Regions from separate parts of the Mus musculus genome. Here region 2 is linked to region 1. A link is a contact called in public HiChIP or PLAC-seq data. All regions are on one chromosome and are shown on one strand. The core of a region is the stretch at or near the end of the contact, and the rest is flanking DNA. Distances in the headings are between cores, read along the strand shown.

The links. HiChIP or PLAC-seq counts read pairs in DNA pulled down with a chosen protein or histone mark.
Region 2: a contact with region 1 is called in an H3K4me3 HiChIP or PLAC-seq map of embryonic stem cells, with 11 read pairs. The contact joins the enhancer-like site here to the promoter of Polr1b in region 1. A contact is called at or near these places in 5 of 39 promoter capture datasets (embryonic stem cells, hematopoietic stem and progenitor cells, hippocampal neurons and 2 more), 1 of 115 datasets of contacts at active chromatin or transcription factors (embryonic stem cells) and 2 of 9 other capture datasets (embryonic stem cells and macrophages).

What each region holds. Positions count from the first base shown.
Region 1 is chr2:129,098,709-129,102,602 of GRCm38.p6, forward strand. Polr1b (polymerase (RNA) I polypeptide B) reads left to right here and starts at 2,288. Exons shown (of 15, transcript NM_009086.2): 1 at 2,288-2,555. The coding sequence starts at 2,379. Gm46764 (predicted gene, 46764) reads right to left here and starts at 2,235. Exons shown (of 3, transcript NR_168333.1): 1 at 2,126-2,235.
Region 2 is chr2:129,417,661-129,421,554 of GRCm38.p6, forward strand. No RefSeq gene overlaps it. Among named protein-coding and RNA genes, the nearest start is that of Il1b, 48 kb to the left of the region's middle. Within about 2 kb of position 1,996, at least 7 of the 459 cell types and tissues checked have an H3K27ac peak or open chromatin away from gene starts, as enhancers often do. A contact at or near this core is called in embryonic stem cells, where this site is marked.

The sequences.
Region 1 (3,894 bases), core at 1,038-3,537:
TTCAACCATGATGTCCGGAGTTCAGATCCCAGCACCCATGGTGGGTAATTAAAAAGTGTCTTTAACAACAAAGAAAAGAAAAAAGAAAAAAAAAACCAACAACAACAACAACAAAATGTCTTTAACTCCAGCTCCAAGGAATCCAACCCCTGGCCTCACACATATACATAAATAAAAAATAAGAGGTTTTCTTTAAAAATCATGACCAAAATCTACCTTGCTTTATAAAAATGAACAAATACCATTAAAATGTACCTAAGAGGCTGGAAGATAGCTCAGTTGGTAAAGTGTGTTCCTTGAAGCATGGGGACCTGTTTAATAGTCAACCTTCACTTAAAAAAATTCCAGGCCTGGTGGCACATAGCTTTAACCCTAGCACGGGGGGGGTGGGGGGGGGGCGGAGGGTAGAGCCAGGCAGCTCCCAGGGGCTCATTGGCCAGCCTAACTTCTTCAGTGGCTCTAAGCTATTGACAGTCCCTGTCTCAAAGGAAGACAGAGCCTGCCATCCCCTGGCCTCCACACATAGGATAAATACATACACGTTCCTGTTCATACCTGTAGATACAACATGAAAACACAGAAAGCATCTAAAAGCTCAACAATTCTCAGAAAGGGATTGATTCCCTTCACGTTTTTCAGAGGAAATATGCCATCAACCCTTAAACACATGAAATGATATTTGACACTATTATCCTCTAGGCCCTGGAGTCTAGGAAAATGCTAACCAGGGCTCACAAAAGATACCATTGTGCAAATAATAAGATTGCTATAATCAGAAGATAGTACCAGGTACTAGTAATGATGTTGCTAAGGGGAAATGTGAAGTTGTACAGCTCACTTTAATAGTTTCACAGGGCTTCAGAAAGGTAAACATAGGTAATATGACACAGAAACGTGGTTCTTAGCTCTGATACCTAAGGGAATTGAAAACACACACATAGAAAAATGGATATTTGTAAAAGCCAAACACTAGAAACAGCACGAATTCTGACACTATCCAACCACCTTCCTACCTCTTGCTCTTGATTGCCCAGAAGCAGGCTGGGGTGGCTTCCTTTCTTCTGGGTAGCATGGCCTGGTTACTGCTTGCCGTCCTGCTGATGTGCTTCATGCATTAAGAGTTGAGTAGACATAAGCACAGCCCACAGAATCAATTAAGCAGGGCTCAGAGGGGCTCACAGAGACTGAAGAGACAGTCCTGGAGCCTGTGTGGCTCTGAGCTAGGTCCTCGGCATTCATGTTATGGATGTATAGCTTGGTGCTCTTGGGGGACTTCTGGCAGTAGGAGCAGGGGCTGTCTTGGACTCTCTTGCCTGCTCTTGGGACCCCTTTTCTTCTATTGATTTGCTTTGTCCAGACTTGATATGAGGGATTGTGCCTAGTGTTATTGTAACCTGTTATGCCATGTTCAGTTGATATACCAGGGAGGCCTGCTCTTTTCTGAAGGGAAATAGAGGAGGAGTGGATCTGGAGGAGAAGGGGGGTGGGGAGGAAGATTGGGAGGAGTGGAGAGAGGGGAAACTGCAGTTGGAATGCAATGTATGAGAAAAACTAAACAAAAAAACAAAGACTTGAGAAAGAGGGGGCTGGGGGTGACACATGCCTTTAACCCAGCACTCAGGCAAAGACAATGGACCTCTGTGAGTTCCAGGCCAGCCTGGTCTAGGACAGCCAGGACTACATAGAGACCCTGACTCAAAAAACAAAGAAACAAAAATAAATAAATAAATATTATTTTAATAAACAGACAAGTTGAGAAGAAATGACAGGTTGGTGCCCCACACCTCCATTTTAGTTGAAGCCAAGAATCCAGAGTCTCCTGAGGTCTGCATCAGGGTGCAATAGGAAAACTCCAGAATGGGACAGAAGGGAACCTTTAAAGATACGTCTTGTATCAGGTCCTAATTAACGAATTAAGCTAATATGGGTCACAGAGGTCACACACTAAAGTGGAGCAGGATTTAGTATGGTTTGCAGGTTACAAAACAGCGAAGCCTCTTTCTCTCTCTCCACCCCCACCCCCACCCCCACCCCCACCCCGGTGTTTCAAGACAGCTCTGTGTAACTACTCTGAATGACTTGGAACTCTCTTTGTAGACCAGACTGGTCTCGAACTCACAGATACCTGACCTCCTGATTGCTGGGATTAAAGGCGTGTCTTCATGTCTGCGCGTAGTTTTAACCGGTCTAATCACGCCATGGTGTAAGTTTCCAGTCGACTCTGAGAAAAGAAAGGACCAGTGTGGGGCGGGCCGAACAAGAGGAACTACATTTCCCAGAAGGCCACGGGGTAGGGTGGCTGTGGGGTTGGTCCGGCCATTCCAGCCAGCCACGAGTAGCGTCCTAGCTCCGGTCTCCCGTCCGGGACTGGCAGAAGCATGGATGTCGACGGCCGGTGGCGGAACCTGCCCAGCGGGCCCAGCCTAAAGCATTTAACCGACCCCTCGTACGGGATTCCCCCAGAGCAGCAAAAGGCAGCTTTGCAGGACCTGACGCGGGCGCACGTGGACTCCTTCAACTACGCGGCGCTGGAGGGGCTGAGCCACGCGGTGCAGGTGAGTGCCGTGCACTGCGCTCCAGAGCTCTACCCTTGGCCTGGGGGGTCCTGGAGCGTCCCTGCGGTTGGGAGAAGTGGCCGGGGGGTGGGGGGGTGAGGGGTGCCTACAGTATGACCACAAATAGGGACGTGAACTCACCCTGCATTGCTTTGGGTAGTTCAGAGAAAAAAAGCAACTCATAAGCCTAGTGGTGTAGGGAAACTTGTATTTGTGACTCCTGGATTTATATATGAGTACGAGTCTGGTTTGGGGCGAACCATTTCTGGGTACTGTGAGATGAGAGTGAGGAAGTGATCTTTTTGGAACTGTGTTTTCCACCATTCCCAGCACTCGCGCCTTTTCACACCTGGAGTCTTACGTTCTAAAACTACCTCACAAGGTTCCAAGCTGATCAGACAGACTGCAGCAAGCACATCCTTCAGTTTGCTTCCCTTAAAGTTTTCTTTTTGGGGCGGGAGAATGGAGACGGTTCGAGATAAGGTTTCTCTGTGTAGCGTTTGCTGCCCTGGAGCTCCGTGGACCAAGGCTGGCCTCGAACTCAGAGATCTGCCTGCCTCTGCCTCCCGAGCACTGGGATTAACAGTGTGTGCCACCATCGCCCGCTTGCTTGCTTGCTTGCTTTCTTTCTTTCTTTCTTTCTTTCTTTCTTTCTTTTTTTTTTTTTTTTCTTTCGAGACAGGGTTTCTCTGTATAGCCCTGGCTGTCCTGGAACTCACTGTGTAGACCAGGCTGGCCTCGAACTCAGAAATCCGCCTGCCTCTGCCTCCCGAGTGCTGGGATTAAAGGCGTTCGCTGCCCGCTTTCTTTCTCTTTAAGAATTTGCAAGAGGAAAACTTGCCACCTGTTCTGAGTTGGTCATGTTGAGGAAGATAAAAAGTCCAGGGGAATCATTGTAACAGTGGTAGCAGAGTAAGGACGGGGAAGGTCTCTTTTTGTTGGCATCTTTAGTTTTTCCTGGCACGGCACTCTGAGAGTAAGACACCTCTCAGGTGTAATTGCTCCTCACTTTGGATGTTGGTTGTGTAACGGTAGCAGGCACCAGCAAGCAGTCAGTGCCATATTCTTTGAGAACTGCTCTAAGATGTGGCGCTTTCTGAGTCAGGAGTACAAGGGAAATGCTGCGACTAATCCAGGTGTTTAGAAAGCTCTGCATTAGATAAGGCTAAGGGAAGAAGATGGTGCCCTCCCTCAGGAGGCAGGGTAGGTTCAGGGAGAGAAATATGTAGTAGACAGTACCCTGAGCTTTCGTTACCAAACAACTGTATTGTGAGAACAAAGGATGGGGATATGTTGGAGAGCTTTGACTGCCAGACTGAGACTTGACAATATGGAAGCC
Region 2 (3,894 bases), core at 746-3,245, 320 kb after region 1:
ACATGAGTTTAAACCGATAGAAAGTCTTTATTAGCCAGCCTGTGACTATACTGGGTGTTTGAGACCCCAGTGTAGCACCAAGCTTTTCTCAGGGTGAGCTTTTAATCACAAAAACCATGTCCTGGGCTGACATACTTCATTTAACAAGAGCAGTTAGCCTGAAGCAGAACTACAGAACCTGAAAAGCTTCCAATGGCATTTGATGGATTAGGACTTTGTTTTCGTTTTGGCAGGTGGTGCTGTCTACATGCTGAGTTTTACAGCCTGAATGGCATTTCCATCATGGGATCAGTTGTTTTAAGGTCTGGGGCCTACTAAGGTCTGAGAACCTGTTACAGTCAGCAGCAGCACTTGGAAGATTGGACCCGACAAGACACTACTCTCAGAAAAGCCGTGTCAGCATCTGAGTGTTTTCATTTTCCCACAGGAGCAAGGGATAAGAGGAGGGAGGAAGGCAGAGAAATCCAACTGAATGGGTGGGGCAGAGAGAATTCCCAGAGTCAGGCCAAGCTTCATCCTGGTTCAGCTCTCCCATTGCTTTCACAACTAAAGAACCAGAGCAAAGCCTAGCACCTCTCTCTCTAGGCAGTGCTGAGCTCCAGTGGGATGCTGTTACTATTGTTACAGTCACTGAATGCTGTTACTATTGTTACAGTTACTGTGCAACTGCTAAGATTGTGGTTGATGCACATCTAACAGGATCCCTTTAGCTTCCCCCAGCTGAAGCAGCATCTCAGTTGATGCTCCTCACTGAACTCTCGCCATGGCTTGTTTTGTTGGGCCCAAGATGCATTTTTGTTTTAAATATTTTTTTCATGAAAAATTCAGCTTGTAGTCTAATATGATTGAAGCTCAGCCTGAGTTTGTTTTATAATGCATTGAACTGGAAAGTCTATGAGTGGTGAATTATTCAAGATACGTGGACAAACGAGGGATCTGGGCTCTCATGTGAGGAGGGGTGATCAAAGAAATAAGCAAAATTCTGTGTGTCTTGTTATCTCATTTTATTTACCTTTTAAAAACTTCAACCTTCACCTTGGTCAGGTTCTTCACTTCATTTATTAATGAATGTCCAATTTGATCACAGTCCTTTGTACCACAAGGCTCCCAGCAATATTTCTGAGCCTTTATTATAAATGTAATATGTCACTGGATTTTTCAAATATGATTCTCCAATGTTAATTTGACTAATTTATTAATGAGAGGATTTTGATGATAATTTAGTGTGCTTGCATGTAAGATTGAACTATAAATTATTCTCACTGAAGGTGATGATCAGTGGCTGCCCTGAGACTTGGCAGGCACGGTTGGAATTAACCCTGCAATCTTGTGCTTCTTGCAAGAACCACGACTTCACACAGCTGCAAACTGGTGTCTGCTCACAGAAACTTTCCAATCAAATTCCCCCTCAGCAAGGGCCCTACTTCTGGTGTTCATAGTATGTGAATGTCATTTGTATTAATATTTCCCCGAAACCTCTTACCATTTTGTTGTCCATGTGACACTGTAGATTCCAAGTTTTTAAGTATAAATTGAAACAACAATCAGACACTGACATTGGTGGTCAAAATCACTGCAAGAGACAGAATATCTTGCAGAAAGTTTCTATGAGGAGAAGAGCGTGACTGTATTTCCAAATGTTCCTATGAACAAAGGAGCCTGAGTATATTTGTACTAAAAGAAGGATACGGTCTGGGAGAGAAGGACTGTGCTTGGCGGAGAAGTGAGAGATGCTCTGCTTTGAGGACAGAAAGTCACAAACAATATTTCCAACTGCCACTGGTCTTGTGTCCTTTGTACACAAACAGTGGAACTGGTTGGTTGTTCAAGAGGACAGCGAGACACTGGGGATCATTTGAATGCTTTTGCAGGTCCCAGAGGATGGAGTGGGAATAAGAGGAAAGCAGAGGTCAGCCCAAGGAAAAGAAGTCTCTGTCTGTGAGCGGGGGCTGCTTCCCAGAAAAGACAACACCCAGTGACCTACTTAGCAAATGGAAACACAAACCAGAGAAATCAGCCAAGGTCATGGATACACAGCCTCTCCTGACCAGCTAACTCCAGGTGTTCAGAGCAAGAACAAAATGTGCTGACATGAGGGAGTTCCCTTAAACTTCCCTGGGCAACAAATCACAGACTGTTGAATTTCTTGCTTTTCTAAGACTTTGTTAAATAAATGGCAGCAGCAAGCTGAGGTCCAGTCTATATGTGCTTTCCTGGTTTGGATGAAGGCAACATCTAAGAACAGCTCTTCCCCGGTGAGTACTTTATGTTAAGGCTGGATAGGCTTCCTTTGAACTGGCCCCCTGAGGTCACTGAAATCTCCACAAACCAGGTGCTTTAGACCTACTCTGATGGAATCCATATGCTCCAGTGTTCACCTCATTAGATACATTTTCTAGGTGAGTTCTGAAATAATTGTATTCAAAGCTTAATAATTGCCAGGAAGACGAAAGAGGTCAGATTTTATAGGCCCAAGCCTTCAAATGTCTTGGAAGTTAAAGATTGTGTTGATGAAAAGTTATACTTAAATCCATACCTACATGCTGTCACTCACTCTGTCTCTCCATCTATCTACATGCTATCACTCACTCTGTCTCTCCATCATCTATCTACATGCTGTCACTCACTCTGTCTCTCCATCTATCTACATGCTATCACTCTGTCTCTCCATCTATCTACATGCTGTCACTCACTCTGTCTCTCCATCTATCTACATGCTGTCACTCACTCTGTCTCTCCATCTATCTACATGCTGTCACTCACTCTGTCTCTCCATCATCCATCTACATGCTATTGCTCACTGTCTCTCCATCTATCTCCCTAACCTTATTGTGATCATAACTCCAACAAAATACACAGAGAAAAGTAACCATCATAAGAAAACACTTAAAAATTTTGAAGAGAATGTCTTTGGGTAAAGGCATTATTAGTGAAATGCTCTTGTTTGTGAATATTGGTGACACTCTTCATGCCAGCATGAATGGAAGGGAGAGACTCAGCTCCCAGGTGCTATCTGCAGTGGCCCTGATGAGTCCCTTTTTCATATCTATTTAAGAAGTATCAAGTATTATGATGGCTAACATTATGTTTAAAGCTTAAGTTACTACACTTAAAAGATCTATAAAGCAAACATTTCCTCTACCCTCTAAAAGCTGTACCAGTGAGAAAGGGACCCTGTTAGCCAGCTTGCTTAAGAATGACTAGAATGCCTGTGGTTTTTCTTGTAATTATCTAGTCTTTTACAATTTTAAATATATCTGTCCATTATTCAATGTAGCCTCCCCCAGCTTTGAGCAGGCTGGCTCAGACCTGTTCTGGCACCTCCTAGGGTGGAGTCTTCTGACCTAGATAGGTCTATTGTTCTGCCAAGACTGCCGGCCACTACTGCTGAGAGGCTGAGAGGCAGAATCTGTCTTCCTGAGATAAGCAACAGCCAGGCAACTAAGTGCTGACAACCTGGACCAAGTGCTGACAGGCTGGTGACAAAGCATCAAGAACCTGGTGTGGCGGGGGATGGGCCTTCCCCCTTTATAAGCTCAGACTCTTAGTAAACTAGGGGGGGAGGAGGGTGCGTGGGGGTTGATCAGAATTTTGTCTTGGTCTCGTTATTCCTTCCGCTGTTTCCTCCCATGCAGCTCCAGCCTCCCATTCAGGAACCTGATTCATGTAGCTGCGGGCGGCTACAATTCAAGATAATGGTCACTATGCTAACTGTGTGTTTCTGCTTCTGTAAATAAGCTTGCTTGCTCAAGATAGCCGATGACATCTGTTTGCTAACTGAGCCCCTGCTTACAGGCAGAATCCTTGCATGTAGATAGGATATGTGCCACTCCCCACCCCAGAAAGGCTGCATCTTGAGAATCCCGACTTTCTGGCGCAATCCTGGTGCCAATC